Regions from separate parts of the Columba livia genome. Here region 2 is linked to region 1. Evidence: chromatin contacts called from public Hi-C data. All regions are on one chromosome and are shown on one strand. The core of a region is the stretch at or near the end of the contact, and the rest is flanking DNA. Distances in the headings are between cores, read along the strand shown. Region 1 overlaps SETD5 (SET domain containing 5). Region 2 overlaps LOC102090588 (nascent polypeptide-associated complex subunit alpha, muscle-specific form-like).

Region 1 (5,471 bases), core at 1,073-3,572:
GTCGGGTCTGTAGTAATGCGCAGAGGGCATTCAATGGGGCACTCCTGCTTTTCCGCCTTGTCATTCAGCCATTCGGTAACAAGATACTGAAGGAGAAAACATACGTGTCAGCGCAACCAGCACAGGTGAAGAAGAAAGGCAATACGGCACAAAGGCGTATGGGGCAGCAATGCTCAGGTCAGCCCGTGTGCTAAAACCTCCTCCTCAACAGGCAGGGACACAGCAGGACACCCTGCGGCAAACCCAGTTCTCACCTGTTGCAGGCACAACAGCTAATCCAGTTTTACACAAGTAGCTTGATTTTATGGACCATTAACCTTAGCGGAAGCTTCCCCCAAAACTTGATCACTTTGTTCAAAACAAGTTCCTAGCTGCATGGCTAAATGTATTAACAGTTAATTTATGCCTGATATGTGGCAGCTGCCCAGTAGCTTCTGCAATTTTTCCTTTTTTCCCTTACAAGTTTCTCCCAGTTTGTACATTTTAGTCCACAGTCACGTTCCCTCTTGATCTCCAATTCTAAGCCGAAAGCTAACAGCTAACCCCTTCTACTCTGTCCTAAGCGAATACCCTCAGGCTGCCATCCCACCTCATCCCAAAAAGATTCTGCCAATTCCCACACAAACACACATTTTTATGCCATTACAAATTTGTTTTTAAATTCCAACTAATCTTTACTACATGGCTCCAATTTTCTCTCTTCCTTCTCTTGCTGGTGTACACAAGAGAACCTTTGTTTTAATACGCTTTACAAGATGCAACACCCTGGTTACTTCAAGGTGGGTTTCTTGGTTTTGTTTTAAGCGAGTCTCACTACACCTCTGTACTGCTTGGTTTAAGGTAACTTTCTTGGCTGATCATCTTTTTCTCCCTGCTCCTAAGACACTGGGAATACACAGAAAATTTCTTGAGATCATATGCATCCAAGCTTTTTTAACACGCATTTTCTCTTTTAAGTGCAAAAATTTGCAATTCCTTATGTTGCCAAGCCCCTCCTACCCTTCTCTCTCAGGACCCCTCAAGTTGGACACATTTTCATCCCGACATACACAAAGCTGTATAATTTGCCTCTTTCAAGAACTCTTTGCCATACCCAAAAGTGAGACCTTTCCTCTTGCACCTGTACACCCTGATGATATCTAAGGTCTATGTGACTTGCTGTAAAGATCAGCTATTTTTTTTTGTTTCTGATCTTTGTGTATACAGGGCTGAGCAGCCAGATTCTGATCCATGGTGACAGCTCTCAGCCACTACAAAACAAATAATACAGTAAATAAAAAGTCATGTAATCCCAACTATTTTGAAGAACTTTCCCCTAAGCCAACCTCTCCCTGAAGGCTGCACAGACTGTCATTTCCCCCCCTCTTCAGTTTGACCACTCAATCACATTTACCTTTTTCGTTTTGGGGTACTTTACTGCAGCTCGATTTGTCTGAGATCCTGCAGCCAGGACAGCAGTTGGGTCAGATCCTGTCAACTGTCTGCCTTCTCCTGGACCTTCCACATTGCTGACATCTGTTGCGGTTACCAAGCTGGCAGTGCTTCCTTCCTCTGGGACAGCCTGTGCGAGTTCAGCTTGCTGGGAACTGGCTTGTTTCTGCCTTCTCAGTCTTTGGGCTGAACTTGTCCGGTATCGAGAGAAGCGACTTTTTGGTCGGGGCCTGGAGGGTTTTGCTGGAGCTGGCTTAGTAAGTGTTTTTTCGGCGACAGCATCCTACAATATAAACTGTCATTAGTATGAGGACCTCTAAGAGTATTCCTTTTCTCTGCATACAGGATTAATGATTGAGATTTGTTTATCTGAATCATAAAATCTGATTGGACTCTGTTTGTATGGGCTCATAAGATGGCTTTGAGGACCCTCCTAAAACACTGGCGCATTGTTTTGTCTGCTGTGTTTTTAAAGGTGTCGACCAGAATGCTCATCTTAAGGAAAAAAGCAGCAGTATATGAAACTTGCTGCTTGTCTCAAGGTAACTGCTCTTACCCCTGGTGTGAGCGGACACATATCATTCCAGGCCCTGCCATACACGTGCATTCAAAGTACAGCAGGCCAAAAAAACCAAAGAGCAAAAGAATTACTCAACCACTGCAGTTGTGCATCCAACTTAAGTTCACAACAGCATGGAAGAGGCCCACTTGGTGAAGGAACTGGGCTTGTTCAGTCCAGAGAAGGATCAGGGGGACCTAATGGCAGTCGTCCTGCATTCAGACTGAAGCCACCAAGGAGATGCAGTGATGCATCAGTGTATATACCAGATACAAGGCAAAATTTTCTCACCATGAGAACAGTTAGGAATTGGACGGGGTTCCCCAGAGGGGTTGTGCAATCTCCATCCCTGGAGCTATTCAAGAGCAGACTGGGTAGAACCCCAGCCAACCTGGTCTGACCTCAGAGGTGACCCAGCCTGCTGCAGAACAGATCAGAGACCCCACGAAGCTCCTCTCAACCTGAACGATCTTACGATCGGACATGCTGCATGTGAGCTGGGTACAAGCTATTAAACAGGCCTATCTTCGTCTTACCACTACTTGTGAAGACCGCCGTGTGTTCACCCCAGTACTGCTGTTACTGTTCGACACATTGGGAGCAGCGGCACTCAGTGCTGAACTTCCATCTTCAACTTCAGGAGTTTCTGTTTTTACTTCCTCCGACTCAGGAGCTTCAGAATTGATGCTGGTTTCAGCATCGGTGCTGTTACGGTCTGATGGTTGCTCTCGTCTCCTCTTTCTCTTTTCTAAGTTTTCAAACATATGCATGATGGCTTCTACCTTTCTGTCTTCCCGGGACTAGAACACAAAAGTAAATTGAAGTCAGCACTGCAAATTACACACATAAAGAGGAGGAGGCAGGAACAGATATGGGATGCAGCACAGGAAGGAGACAAACTTGCGAAATAGCAATGGCAAGAGCCAAAAAGAGGACAGAGAGAAGCGGTTCTTTTCAGATATTTGCATTTTTCAACATGGCAAATTTCCCAGAACAACAACAACAGTCATGTGTTCATAGAGTAACTACAAGAACGAGACTTTATCCTTAAATAGGGCCACTTAGATACTACTGAGTTATATTTATAGAACAGCCACAAGGAAATGCATAATTCTGAAGAACTAAAAACCGTAAGAAAGAATAAATAGAGTGAAGAGACGATGTGGAAACAAACAGAGCTACTTGCCAATGACCAAACATTAGAAGCAAACAGAAGCCAGAGGCAACAAAAGTGAATCAGTAATTTGCAGCAACTACAACACGTCACACAGGCTGACTAAAATGACCCAGATTCATTCCTTCCCTGATGGTAGGAGATCACCTAGCTCAAAAAAAACCCCTCTTGTCTAAGCAGCTTACATAGTGGATAAGACAAACAGAACATGAGAGAATAGAGAGGCAAAACAAAGGTATTTTGCAAGGTAAACAGAAAGCACAGGAAATCTTAACACCTGGCTGTGTCAGAAATAATTGGTAATTATGCATGTAAAAGGCCCAGTACAATAATGCTGCAGTGACTGGCAAGAACCAGGCTGAACCAAGTGAATTGTAAGAAGTGGGGTCAAGCGCCTTCTGAGCCTTGTCATGAAGGAGAAAGTATCTGGAAGCACCCAGCAGTGCTCAATCACAGCAGCCTGGCCTTTACAGTTTTCTGTTCAAAAATATTTAATACAGACAAAAAAAAAAAAAAAAAGAGACCGGGAGAACTACAGATATATGTATTTACCTGGTGCCATGTATAGAAAACTGAATCCCATTAAAGGAGATTAACTGGTGCGTGTACAGGAACAGGGCTTACAGGTTCATGGGGAACTAACACTTCACTAAGTCTTCTTGAACCGTACTGTCCCAGAAAGAGATCAGCAGCCCTGCATTGAAAGGAAATCTTCCCTCCGAGCCTGAGGCCAGCCCGATGGGTGACTGCTCTTAGTCAAATTTCAGCAGAAACTGACTTTTACCTTGCCTGTTCTAAAGAAATCCATGAGATAATCCAGGGATGTCTCAGCTGGATAGCCCTCAGCTCCGCAATTTGCCGCACTGTCTTAACACTTAAAGCATTTGCAAGAAATTTGCACATGGAAGATCCATATCACCAATTAGAGGAAGACGGGTGATTAAGCTCCAATACCTGTGTTGGTTGGTAGGATGGGAGCACTTTTTTTTCTTCCTTGGGTTTTTGGTCAGACATTTTTAGGCTTTTTGGGTGTTTGTTTTGTTTGTTTAGTTTGGTTTTGTTTTTTAAATTTATTTGGGGGGTGTGTGTTTTTGTTTTATTTTATTATTAAGTAGAACCAGACCAGCTCCATCCACATGCATAAAACACTCTAACCCAGGAAGCAATAGCTGGTGCCGTAAGAAGCACAAGGAAGAAAACCCACAGCTCTGCTCAGTACAGAAAGTGACTGAGAAGGGACTGTGCTATCAAACATCCCAGAGCACTAAGAAATATTTTAATCAAGACGACTGATTAAGACAACAACGATTTGGGAGCAGAAGGGGATTTCCTAATAAAGGACATACCAAATTCTGTTGACTTGTTGCCAGTAGTGCTGTCAGTGATCTACCCCCTCACTAACTTTTGCTACTTGATCCAAACTTTTTCCACATGGCAACAGGTTTATGAACCCATAGATGGAAAAGATACCTATTCACAAACCCAACCCAGCAAAATGGGTTAAGTTTTAACAAAAATCTGCTTCATGCTGTGATCTAGTTGAAGATGTTCCTGCACATTGCTTGGGGGTTGAACTAGGTGACCTTTAAAGGTCCCTTTCGACCCAAACTATTCTATGATTCGATATGGCTCCATAAATTGTACTGGCAACAAGGAAGGGGAGCAGGAACTCTTTTGAATCTGGTGCTGATTGTCTTGTTAATGGTGTGGTTTAGACTACAGAACAGCCCTGAAAGTAACAGTTAAATCTTTCAACTAGCTAACAAATCTGTCCTACACCTTCTAATCTGCAGTACCTGAACACAAATCCTGTGATGTGGAGTCAATCTGGGTGGTTTTTTGGTTTACTGAAGACCACTGACAGTTGGAATTTGTGTTGAAACAAGCAAAATAATCAACTGGACCTGTTGGAATGAAGCAAGCCCTAAGGGGGATGATACCCAGAGACTGAGAAAGGTACTTGCCCGTCGGCCGTGGACCAAGGCTCCCTGCTCATCTACAGGTTCCTCTTTCTCCCCTTCTTGTTTCTCCTCCTTCTCTACCACCTGAAAGAGAAGCCCAGACTTAGTATGTCTAACAATATTTGGTACTGTTTTAAAGTTATCAAGATTCCTATGTTACTCTAAGGTGCTAAAGGTTTAAAAAAGGCCTCCCGCAGTTACTGTTCTGAAGATCCCAGTGCTGTATTGGATCAGATTCTACACCATGGAACAATAAAAATATTGACAACAAAGTCTCAGGGGTTTTACCTCATTGTCACTGACTGCTGGAGGTCCCTCAGGAACTTCCTCTGTTTGTTGACTGCTG
Region 2 (5,471 bases), core at 1,452-3,951, 160 kb after region 1:
GGGACTCAGAATGTCTTTGGTATTACAGAGCAATGCAAAACAATTCACTGAGCTTCTCTTCTGTGTCCTTACCATCCTAAACTTGTTCTGCATAGGGCTCTTCAGCTTACAGATTTCTTCATAGTTCTTTCCTGACATTATTCTGCCTGCTTCTAGGCTGAATTTCAGTCATCTGGTCCTTGTCCAATGCTTGCCAAAGCAGACAGCGATTATTATGTTGTTGTGGGAAGGCTGGACTGTTCCCTAGAGCCTCAGCAGTGCAGTCAGTCATACTGCAGTGTCAGGTCTGCTGTCGACCATCAGCCCTTGCAGCCTGTCTTGCTGTAGCCTTACTATTCTTTTTTCCTTTCCACTCGTCATACACGACACACGCTGTAAAAAATAGCATTTGCAAAAAATGCCGCACTTGTTGCTGTGTTAATATGTTGTGTTTTTCCACTCTGCTTTAGTCTCTTCAATAACAGGGGCTGCAGAGAACAGCTAATTCCAGAGAACTGGAATTCTTATAATTCCAGTACCTGCTTCTGTGGAGCTTTGATCCCAAGTGGGTGCTCTGGTTGCTATAGGGATACTGAGGCTTTTCTTCCCTTAGCCTTGAATTTGACTTGACCAGACTACACTCCTACTGTATAAGAAATAAACAATGGACAGTGTCCATAAAGGAACAAAGGGATTGCTGAAATACTTAGTTCTGTTGTAGATTTGTAGGGGATATTTGGTTCCAGGAGAAACTCTTTCTTAAGTTATTCATTTGGAGTAAAGTATGTGAGACCACAAATACAGAAGAGTAACACATGCAAAAACAATTAACCAGTGAGGATCTGAGTTGTACAGGCACTCTAGTGGGGATTTGATTTTATGAGGAACTAAATTTTAACGGTTTTCTAACAAGTTGTGTTGTTTCTTTTGGCAGCCAGTGGCGGAATAAAGAAGTCTGGCAAAAAGTAGTTTGATCGAATCGCAGGGTAAGAAGTGATCGAGTTACTCAATGGACCTGCAGACTTCAGAGAGTCATGAAAACTCACTGTCATTTGGGAAACATTGTACATTTTGTTTAGTCATAATAAATCTTTTTTGTTAAGTCATAATAAATCTTTTTTTGTTAAGATGTAATATTTTATCTCTTTACCTGTAGGTTTTGTTTTAAAAATTGTATTACTGTTTTATACTGGAAACTAAACTTTTACTGAAGGCCATTTGCGACCTTATGAAGCCTGAATGCATCTGCTGGTTTGGTCATTTATGAGACCGAATTTCAACTTACGCTCTTCTTTTGATAACAAGAGTCAGGCCTTAGTGTTAAAATCCAGTTTTAATCAGGAGGCTGAGGTTTAGCTGCAGCTGCCCAAGGTGTCATGATATCAGCACATGCTCTCGTAAGAGCTGGAAGCTTTGTCTGCACAAAAGGTTGAGTTATATTTCCATTGCCAGCAAAGTGATTGCCTTAGCATCAGCCACTATCCAAATCAATATTCCTTTTCATATTACTATTTAAGTACACTGTTGTACTATGCCCTGTAGTCCCAGTGGCTGCTGAACTTGCCTTTGTCCTACAAATAATCACCTACACTTTGTTTTTCTTGAACTTCTGTGTACCAATATGATTACAATCCCAGCGATACCTTTGTGGAGGAGAGAGGAAGGAAACAGTGCTTATGGAACTAGAAATTTTTGAAATGAACAGCAGTGGCAGTACACTGGGTGTAGAAATTTCAAGGGAGGAATGTGACATTCCCAAGGTAGGAACTAAGGGGGAAAGAATTAATGCAGAGTGCGTGTGCATTAGAGGAAACTTAAGGAGTGGCTGAAGTCTCTTGGTTTGTTCAGCCTGGAGGAGACGAAGAGACCTCAGCAGTTACACCTTCCTCACAAGGGGTGGATGAAGGGTGGGCACCGAACTCTTTCTCTTTAGTGACCGACGTCAGAACACGAGGGAATGGCAGGAAGATGTGTCAGGGGAGGTTCAGGTTGGACATGAGGAAAAGGTTCTTCACCCAGAGGGTGCTGGACACTGAACAGGCTCCTCAGGGAGGTGTCACAGCCCCAAGCCTGACAGTGTTCAAGAAGAGACTGAACAGCGTCCTCAGACACACGGTGTGACCTGTGGGGTGTCCTGAGCAGGGACAGGAGTTGGACTCGATGATCATTGTGGGTCCCTTCCAGTTCAGGACATTCTGTGATTCTTACCTCAGTGAACGGTAATGGTGAGATCCGGGCTGCTCCCGCAGGAAAGGCAGCTGTCAGCTGGGGGGGATTGCTGCGGTAAACAGTGAGGCACTTTGCGTGGAGTTACATGGTAAATCTGAAGACATTGTTGGCTCCTAAGGCAGAGCCTGCAGATGTCAGTGCTCAAAAGGTTTCCTTGTTTCTAGAGGGCTGGGGTGACTGTTGGGGGGACGCAGCGTTCTTCGTCCTCGTGAAGCACGTTTCAGCAGGGCAGGACCGGCACTGGGCACCCGGCGGAGGGGGGAGGAACAGGCCCTGTCCGGCCCCTCGGCGGCGGCTCCGGGGCGGGAGCGGCCGCGGGCTCTGGCGCCCCCCCGCGGTCACGCTGCGGCGCTGCAGGCGGCCTTGCTGGCCGGTACCGCAGCCGTGCGCATGCGCCCCCCAGGGGCTGCGACGAATGACGCTGGCGCATGCGCACCAACAGCCGCGCACATCGCTTGTGTGCGCTTGCGCATGCGCACCGCGTCCCGCCGGCCCCTCCCCGCTTCGGGAGCGGGTCTCCCCTCCGGAGCTCGCGGAGGAGCGCGCGGAACCGCCGCGCTGCGCGTGCGCTCCGCTCCTGTGGCAGCACGCGCCGGGCGGCGCGCGAGCCTCCCGCCTCAGGGCGGCGCGCGAGCCTCCCGCCTCAGGGCGGCGCGCGAGCCTCCCGCCTCAGGGCGGCGCGCGAGCCTCCCGCCTCAGGGCGGCGCGCGAGCCTCCCGCCTCAGGGCGGCGCGCGAGCCTCCCGCCTCAGGGCGGCGCGCGAGCCTCCCGCCTCAGGGCGGCGCGCGAGCCTCCCGCCTCAGGGCGGCGCGCGAGCCTCCCGCCTCAGGGCGGCGCGCGAGCCTCCCGCCTCAGGGCGGCGCGCGAGCCCGGGAAGTCCCCTCAGAGCCCGGACACCCCTCACAGCCTGGGCACCCTTCAGATCACAGAGTGTCAGGGGTTGGAAGGGACCTGGAAAGCTCATCCAGTGCAGTCCCCCCATGGAGCAGGAACACCCAGATGAGGTTACACAGGAAGGTGTCCAGGTGGGTTGGAATGTCTGCAGAGAAGGAGACTCCACAACCTCCCTGGGCAGCCTGGGCCAGGTTCCATCACCCTCGCCGTGAAGTTGTTTCTGCTCAAATTTAAGTGGAACCTCCTGTGTTCCAGTTTGAACCCATTGCCCCTTGTTCTATCATTGGTTGTCACCGAGAAGAGCCTGGCTCCATCCTCTGACACTCACCCTTTACATATTGATAAACATTAATGAGTCACCCCTCAGTCTCCTCCAAGCTCCAGAGCCCCAGCTCCCTCAGCCTTTCCTCACACGGGAGATGCTCCACCCCATCCTCCTCACTGCCCTGCTCTGGACTCTCCAGCAGTTCCCCAGGCAGCCCTGAGGCCCCGGAGCCACCCATGACCGGCTGCCCCTCAGCGATGGTCAGAACATCTCCAGCGAGGTGAGAGAGCTGCTTGTCTGCAGAGCCTCAGCGTGCAATCCCAAGCAGCCTGTTCCTTAAAGCCAAAGCCAGGCGTCCCCAAAGAGAAAAGCCTCCCAGAACTTTACCACGTGTGGGTTGCGTTCGCCCTTGGCACAATGAGGGGTGTTCTTCAGCATCTGCAGTCAAGGGCTTGGAGACTAGTACCAGGGCAGACATTGGACGTATGTCATCATGGAATTCTCGATGCCCTTTGTGCAGAAGTTAGGCATCCCTTTTGGCGGGAGCGGGATCTTCTACAAGACAGCACAGTGTGATAATCTCATTCTGGTCTAAACCCCTGCCTGTATGTTCTTTAAAGCTTTAGGTGAATCAGCTTGGTGTTAATTCAGTGGGTTTGGAGAGAGGGGCAGCCCTGGATGCTACGGTGGTTTAAAATGAGGATGAAGAAGGAATGTGAGACGCCTTCTAGATCTGGCCAGAACATGACAGAAATACAACCTTGGCAGTGTGTCAATAAGCAGTTGTTTGCCCTGCGAATTGCTAAATGAAATGAATGAGGTTGCCAGTCACAGTGAAGCTATCCTGAGGTGGTCTGAGTGAAACAGATTGAATAGAAATGTGTGCTCTGCACCATGAGAGAATATGCAAAGGCGTTTCAGCCAAAAATCAAGACAAGAGGGAAAGAGACCAAATGGCAAAGTGACAGATCGCTGCTGTGGGAGAGCTGTTCTCAATAGGCTTTAGTTTAATGTAGACATTGAACCGCCTTCCTGGCCAAGAATCCTCCTGTGTTTAATACAGGCTATGGAAATGGAGCTGAACAAAGGAACACTTTGATTTTATGTTTTTACATAATACTATGTTATAAATGGCATTTCATTCCTTAGTGCAGCTCCAGCTCAGTGTTAAACTAATGCAAAGACATTATAGCTCCTAAATCACATATATACATAAAATTACCCACAGTCTGAAGGGCACAGAAAAAACAAAGCCCAGAAGGCAGTATGAAATGAATGCCCATGATTAAAATAGTAGCAGAATAAATGCAAATATTGTTTATAGGTAAAACTGTTGAAGGATATGATTGCTATAATGAATTCAAGTCAAGCTCTAATGTCTTAAAGTACTTTGTCTACTCTTTTGAGTTATTTCAGCTCCAAGGAAATCATACCCTACTCTGAACAACTTCCACATACTGATTCACGTGAGGTCTTAAATATGAAACTTCTCTGGCTTAAGTCAGCCAGGCTGGAGGACTGGCTTTGAACCGCTGCTACAGACTGGCTTTGTGACCTCACATAAGACATTTTGCATTTTAGTTTTCTTCTTTCCACAGAATGTGGATAGTGCTATTAAATATTCTGAGGCTTAATTAATAAATAATTGTAATGTACGATGATTCTAGACTGAGAGTGGCTAAGAAAGCATGAGCACACAACCCAGAACATCCTAAAATGCTTCACTGCACTGCCCAGCAAGCTTCAAAACACTGGGAGCTGCTGGGGGAGTTTCTCATGCTTTTAGGTTCCAGCTGATCCTTCCTCCCCCAGCTGCCTTAAACAATTAGAAAGAGAGGCACAATATAACACAGATACAACAGCAGTTTGAGCACAGAGCTCCTGGGTCGGCAGGAACTAGTGATTCCTTTGCAGCCTTTAGCAGCTCTGCCAATCTCCATCTTCCCATTTCCTTTTATCCAAAGTGTAATGGCAGCATTTGGACCCCCATCTTCCAAAGGCATTATAGTGGTTTCTAAGTTATGACCTTCCAAAGACATAAAACACATGCCAGGGTTTTTTGTTGTTGTTTTGGTTTTTGTTTGGTTGTTTTTTTCGATTTCCT

The links. Hi-C and Micro-C count contacts between places; a contact is called where the count stands out from the background.
Region 2: a Hi-C map of crop shows a contact between it and region 1, with 3 times the contacts expected there. The contact joins two enhancer-like sites. A contact is called at or near these places in 2 of 2 Hi-C or Micro-C datasets (crop and liver).

Annotation. Positions count from the first base shown.
Region 1 is chr10:18,348,684-18,354,154 of bColLiv1.pat.W.v2, forward strand. It overlaps SETD5 (SET domain containing 5), which reads right to left. Exons shown (of 23, transcript XM_065074630.1): 11 at 5,414-5,471; 12 at 5,129-5,209; 13 at 2,527-2,790; 14 at 1,394-1,714; 15 at 1-86. Among named protein-coding and RNA genes, the nearest start is that of LHFPL4, 35 kb to the left of the region's middle. Within about 2 kb of position 2,323, at least 1 of the 3 cell types and tissues checked has an H3K27ac peak away from gene starts, as active enhancers do.
Region 2 is chr10:18,510,715-18,516,185 of bColLiv1.pat.W.v2, forward strand. LOC102090588 (nascent polypeptide-associated complex subunit alpha, muscle-specific form-like) reads left to right here. Exons shown (of 4, transcript XM_065074812.1): 4 at 914-1,113. The coding sequence ends at 948. Among named protein-coding and RNA genes, the nearest start is that of CCDC51, 6.8 kb to the left of the region's middle. Within about 2 kb of position 2,702, at least 2 of the 3 cell types and tissues checked have an H3K27ac peak away from gene starts, as active enhancers do.